2 separate regions of the Macaca mulatta genome follow, and region 1 is linked to region 2. A link is a contact called in public Hi-C data. All regions are on one chromosome and are shown on one strand. The core of a region is the stretch at or near the end of the contact, and the rest is flanking DNA. Distances in the headings are between cores, read along the strand shown. Region 1 holds the start of ZNF135 (zinc finger protein 135). Region 2 holds the start of ZNF606 (zinc finger protein 606).

What was found. Hi-C and Micro-C count contacts between places; a contact is called where the count stands out from the background.
Region 1: a Hi-C map of fetal cortical plate shows a contact between it and region 2, with 2.5 times the contacts expected there. The contact joins the promoter of ZNF135 here to the promoter of ZNF606 in region 2. A contact is called at or near these places in 3 of 14 Hi-C or Micro-C datasets (cortical neurons, fetal cortex germinal zone and fetal cortical plate).

Annotation. Positions count from the first base shown.
Region 1 is chr19:70,185,101-70,188,560 of T2T-MMU8v2.0, forward strand. ZNF135 (zinc finger protein 135) reads left to right here and starts at 1,614. Exons shown (of 3, transcript XM_077980144.1): 1 at 1,614-1,825. The coding sequence starts at 1,757.
Region 2 is chr19:70,143,695-70,146,747 of T2T-MMU8v2.0, forward strand. ZNF606 (zinc finger protein 606) reads right to left here and starts at 1,510. Exons shown (of 7, transcript XM_077980111.1): 1 at 935-1,510. It also overlaps the pseudogene LOC106994879.

The DNA of each region.
Region 1 (3,460 bases), core at 364-2,863, 42 kb after region 2:
AATTAGCCGGGCGCGGTGGCGGCGCCTGTAGTCCTAGCTACTCGGGAGGCTGAGGCAGGAGAATGGCGGGAACCCGGGAGGCGGAGCTTGCAGTGAGCCGAGATCGCGCCACTGCACTCCAGCCTGGGCGACAGAGCGAGACTCCGCCTCAAAAAAAAAAAAAAAAAAAAAAAAAAAAAAAATCAAGAGATTTCACACAGAAATCACGATCTCTGGGTTCTTTTGAGAAATCCAGACCTGGGACGCTGGGCTTACCAGTCTGCAAGACCCCACTTGGCTGGAGCCAAGCAGCACCTGCCCCTGTAGAAAGAGCCCGCCCCTGCTGGCATGTACGGTTTAGAAACCTGGCTGAGAAAAACCGAGGATCAGAAGGTCTGAGGAAGGAAACAGAGGGGCAAGTGTGAGGGAGCTGGGCAGGGCCGCCTGGCCACCATCAGGGCTGAGCAAGCTCAGTGTGGCACCACCGACAGCGTCTCACCAGGACTATCAGACCGCTTGGGAAAAAGACTTCACCATAAGTTGTGTGTTCATACCTTTTGATCCAGTAAAAGGAAACGGGTGGAGGAGGTGGGGTGGGGGCAGGGGACAAAAGAGTATACATTTTGTGAAAGAAAAACATAGACACACAAAATGTTTTGTGGCATTTGGGTTTGTGAGTGAGAGAACTGAAAAATGGCATTTTATGTACAATGGAAAGCCTCTTTACTGCAGTAGAGTGAAAAGCAGGCTGGCTTTCAGTGTGACGGTCACTAATGTGGGGCTTTACAGCTCTTGGAACGTACAGGACACCCTTAAAAGCCTAGAAGCTTGCCTTTGCTTTGTTTACATCAGTGCATTATGATTTTGAGCCATTATATCTCTTCATAACTGCCACTGTTTTAGGGCTTATGACATTTAAAGTCTTAACTTATGTGTCAACCAGCTAAATCTTTTCAAGTGTCTGTGTGTGGTATGAGAATTCGTATTGTGTTCTCTGCTGTTTTCAGAGTTCAGTCAAAGAAAAAAAAATGCCCCTGTCTTAAAACTTTTCCGCAGCTTCAAATACAGTTCCCAAGCCCAGGCTGATTGGAATTAATCAGTCCTCTCTTAAAAGAGCAAAAGCACAAGGCTCAGCCCTGGCTTTCCCAGCTCCTCTCGCCTGGCTGCTCCATGCATGTGTGATGTATGCTGGTGAAACGAAGCCCGCTTGAATGGGGGCTTCGCTACTGTGTGCTGCTGAACCTGGGCCTAGCGCCTGGCAGGCTTTGGTGAATGTTCAAAAAATGACAATTCATTTCTTGTCCGCGAGAACACACCAGCTTTGAATATTATACTGCTGTTCAAATGCACAATTTTGACTACCTAGCAATGTCCGAAGTCGTCATAATTGTTAGTGTCTTGCACATTATGTTCCTTATAACCATGTAATAAATACAACAGGAAGTCTCCAGGGCTGCCTCAGTGTGGAAAATGCAAAGACTCCCGTGCGTGCGATCTTGGTGAATGCTTTGGTTTGAAGTATGTGTTTTGAAAAACCACTGCTTTGTTTGCAGCAACAAAGCTGACGTGGAGTTTCCAACACGAAAGCCCGTGTGGTCGCGCCGGGAGCTCACGGCGTTCCAGGTGGCCCCGATCCCGCGTTGATGCCCAGGCACCTCCCACGCCCTGTTTCACCAGGCCCGGTGACTCCAGCTCCAGCAGCACTGAGAGGCCGCCAAAGCCAAGGACAGCGACTTGGGGACCCGAGGCCGGAAATGCGCGCGCGGCTTTCCGGGAAATGGAGTCAGGCGCGCGCAGGCGCAGTGTCGGCCGCCGGTGCCGCGGCCTTTGTCTAGCCGTCAGGCGGGTGAGCTAGGCCGGCGAGGTGGGGGAGGGGAGGCCAGGCTGGGCCGGGCCGGGTGCAGGGGTCCGGGGATCTTCCTGGGGCCCTGGCGGGGCGAGTTTCCAGCAGCGCGCGTCTGTGTGGAGTCCGTTTTGCTGCCCGGGGCCTGGGGAAGGCCGTTTCGGGGCTGGCGGGGACAGGATTTGGGAGGCATCCCTGGTCTGAGAGGAGGGCGGGGCCCAACGCTCAGCTGTACTGGAGCTGCTCCGACAGCCCCTGAGGGAACGCGCGCCCCGCCCCCGGCCCCACTGCTGCCCTACACCGGGCACTGGGCCGCCACCCTTGTTGATAGAAGAGGGAAAGTGAGGCACAATGCCCAGGGCCAGGGGACCGCAACCACCCGGTCCTTGTCACTGTAGCGTTAAGGCCCAGAGTCTGCGCAGCAGGCATGTGTCGGCACCCGCCAGGCCCTCAGCTTCCCTCAGACAGGTGGGGAAACCCTAGGCTGCCCTTCCCCGCGCGGGGGGCCGCCCCACACACAGCAGGCGCTTAAACGGGTACGCGGGGCCCTGGAGGGCTCTCCACGGAGCTAGGCTCTGGCGCACTTCCGCGGCTTGGGGACCTGAGCACCGCCTCGGCCTCCCAGCTGCTCACCTCCCCTTTCCCACAGAGCAGGGTCAGCCGTTCCTGCCAGAAGCCAGGGCATGACCCCTGGGCTGCGCGTCTCCACAGACCCGGTGAGAATCTCGGACTCGCGCGTGTTCTCCACCTCGTGCCCGGCTTCCTTCTCGTGCGCGGCCTCCTCACACCCGGCCTCCTCTTTGCACCCCGTCCCTACTCGCGCGTAGCCTCCTCCTTGCGCCGGGCCCCTACTCCGTGCCCGGCCTCTGCTCGTGCTCGGCCTCTGCCTGCACGCCCGGCCTCCTGAAGTCCGCGCCAGGCTCCCCAACCACAGCCTCTGCTCTGCCCACGCTGCGCTGGCGGTCAGCGGGCACGGGTCCCGGTCTGAGTGGGCTTTATGTTTGTGCGGCCGTCATTGCATACCTGAGGCTGGGTGATGTCAGACAACTGTAGGTGCCCTGACTCTGCAGTCTGAAGTTGAAGGCCTTCGCATGCTCTGCGCTCCAAGATGGCGCATCGAGTGCCGCTTCCTCAGACGGCTTGGAGGCCAAGGGGGCGGAACTCGCCTTTTTATGATGACATTAACCCCACCCATAAGCCCCCGAAAGAAACCGGCCTCCTGTGGGAATGTCAGAAAACCCATACAAGGGGACTGGTGCGGTGGCTCGTAGCTGTATCCATAAGCCCAGCTACGGGGGAGGATTGCTTGAGCCCAGGAATTGGAGGCTGCAGTGAGCCATGATCGTGCCACTGCACTCCAGCCTGGATGACAGCGAGACCCAGTCTCTAAAAAATTAAAAAACTCAGATTCAGGCCGGGCGCGGTGGCTCACGCCTGTAATCCCAGCACTTTGGGAGGCCGAGGCGGGCGGATCACAAAGTCAGGATATCAAGACCATGCTGGCTAACACGGTGAAACCCCGTCTCTACTAAAAATAGAAAAAATTAGCCGGGCGAGGTGGCGGGCGCCTGTAGTCCCAGCTACTCGGGAGGCTGAGGCAGGAGAATGGCGTGAACCCGGGAGGCGGAGCTTGCAGTG
Region 2 (3,053 bases), core at 260-2,759:
AATTACACACTTTAAAGTGGTTAAAGTGGTGAACGTTAAGCAAATTTAATCCCACCTCCAAAAGAAATTCACGTCCAAGATTTACTAAGCCTAAGCTTGTGTGTGTCTGGAGGACTTAGGGATGGGCCTGGCGCCCAGACCCCTAACTCCTCAGGTTCCAGATCTTTGTACAAGTCAGCAACCTCTCGAATGGATTCCTGGGTATGTGTATAAAGCACTAGAACACACAGTGGGCCTCAGGAGCACCGGAATCAGCGCGAAAACGCAGAATGCAAACCGTATTTTGCACCGTTATTTGCAACTTGACAGTGACCGCCACCGTCACTGCATGTTTAAGGGAACCCGGAGCTGTTTCCAACCCAGGTCTGACGTCCTTCACAGTGCTTTGTGTGAACTGGCAGGGAGAGAAATGCCGGCTGGGGAATGAACGGGGTTATTCGTCCCATCAATGGCCTCAGAAGCATCCTTATCACCTGCTTCCAGAGCTACCGACCCAAATTTCCTCCGCAAGACCGACGCGGCCGCGACGCTGCAGAAGCTCGTCCCGGCCTCACCTGGCTTGCAGCCGCCGGTCCCCCTTGAAAGCGGCGCAGCAGGCTCGGGGTCGCCTCGCCTGGGGCGTTTGGCTTTTGTCCCGCGCCGACGTCCGGCCCAGCAGTGCGCTTGGGAGCTCTAGGCGCGGCCTCGGGGACAAAGGCGCGCGGAGCCGACTTGCAGAGTTCACCCAGGCCCGTCCGGCCAGACAAGGAAGAGCGCCCGGAGGCGGGAGGCCGGAGGCAGGCTGCTGGCTGGAGAGCCGAAGGCAACGAGGGCGCAAAGCCGGCGCGGAAAGGGCAGGCGCAGGACCCGCCCTGGCACCGCCTTTCCCCGCCGGCTCTCCCGACCCCCGAGCCCCGCAGCTACCGCAGCCCTACAGCCCGAGCAAAGGCCTCGCCTCAGCCGCGGACAATGGCGGCTGCTCCCCCGGCTTCGACCGGGGCGCGCCGCAGGGTCTTCTGGGAGCTGGAGTTCCAGGCGGGCACTTCCGGCGTCGGGCAGCTGCGCCGCCGTGACGGCTGCGTGGGCCGCCCCGCCTCGCACCGCCCTACTTGGGCGGGGTAGGGACCATTCTGGCAGCTGCGTCGAAGCCGGCGGCAGGGTGTACTACGTTGTCCCGGCCCGAGACCACCCTCTTCCACCGCCGCCTCCCACTGCAAAAGGGCCTGGGTAAGTCGCGGCGCCGCGGGCCTCAGTTTGCCCGTCCGCAAAATGGCGCCTCGTGATCCCGGGTTTCCCGGGAGGAGCTCGGCGAGTTCTCAGCGCTCTCGAGGGATCCTTCCATTTGGCGTTCGCAAGATTGTGAGAAAGTGGCTGCTCTTATTCTCTTTATTTAAGATAAGGAACCTAATTCGAGGTACCCCTCTCTGTGAAGCCCCACGGCTGAGAACGTCAGGGCTCGTTCCCAGGTCTCTTTCTAGAGGCCAGGCTTTATGGGAGCATGGATTACCAGCGACGCATCCTGTGAGTTTTCCTGTATCAATATGTATGGAGCAGTTCGGGCGCGGTGGCTCATTCCTGTAATCTCAGCATTTTGGGAAGCTGTGGCGGGAGGATCGATTGAGTTCAGGAGTTTGACACCACCCTGGGCAACATAGTGAGACCCCATCTCTACCAAAAAAAAACCACAAAAATTAGCCCGGTGTGATGGCGCGCGCCTGTAGTCTACTACAGAAGGCTGCGGTGGAAGGATTGCTTGAGCTCGGGAGGTCAAGGTTGCAGTGAGCTAGGATCGCACCACTGCACTTCAGCCTGGGCAACAGAGCAAGACCTGGCCTTAAGGAAAAAAAATAGGCCGGGCGCGATGGCTCACGCTTGTAATCCCAACACGTTGGGAGGCCAAGGCAGGTGGATCGCCTGAGGTCAGGAGTTCGAGACCAGTCTGGCCAACATGATGAAACCTCGTCTCTACTAAGAATACCAAAAATTAGCCGGGCGTGGTGGCAGGCACCTATACCCAGCTACTCGGGAGGCTGAGGCAGGAGAATCGCTTGAACCGGGGAGTTGGAGGCTGCAGTGAGCCGATATTGTGCCATTGCACTCCAGCCTGGGCAGCAAGAGCAACATTCCATCTCAAAAAAAAAAAAAAAATGTATACATACACACACACATATATATGGAGAGGCGCTGGGAAATAGAGCAGGGAGCACGGTTAAGGACACTGCCTTGGCGGCTGCCATTAAAAAACACAAACAGGGAGGCTAAAAATGAAGGAGCCTGAGGTGCTGACCCCCAGCCTGATCCTGGAGGATCCGCTTGGCAAAGCCCATTGACGCCCCTTTGGGATCCTCACAGAGCCGCCTCCTCACCTCTGTTAAGGATGACTCTAGGTCGGGCGCGGTGGCTCAAGCCTGTAATCCCAGCACTTTGGGAGGCCGAGACGGGCGGGCACAAGGTCAGGAGATGGAGACCATTCTGGCTAACACGGTGAAACCCCGTCTCTACTAAAAAATACAAAAAAAATTAGCCGGGCGAGGTGGCGAGCGCCTGTAGTCCCAACTACTTGGGAGGCTGAGGTAGGAGAATGGCATAAACCCGGGAGGCGGAGCTTGCAGTGAGCTGAGATCCGGCCACTGCACTCCAGCCTGGGTGACAGAGCGAGACTTCGTCTCAAAAAAAAAAAAAAAGGGATGACTCTAGCCCAGAGCTTCCTTGCTCACTCCCCTCCCCATACCCAGTCCCTGTGCTCCTCACTCTCCTCGTGTATTTGTCCACCCTCATTCCCACTGCTCCTAGGGTCTGATCTGGGCTGGTTGTCTTCCCTCACGCAGTACCTCAGTGAGAGACCCACTTTTCATGCACCCACTGCTTGCTGCTTGCACGTTTTTACTTATTATTTTGGTTTGGTTTTTTTTTTGGTCAGAGTTTTGCTTTTGTTGCCCAGGCTGGAGTGCAATGGCGTGATCTCGGCTCACTGCAACCTCTGCCTCCCAGGTTCAAGCGATTCTCCTGCCTCAGCTTCCCAAGTAGCTGGGATTACAGGCGTCTGCCACCACGCCCAGCAAATTTTTTGTATT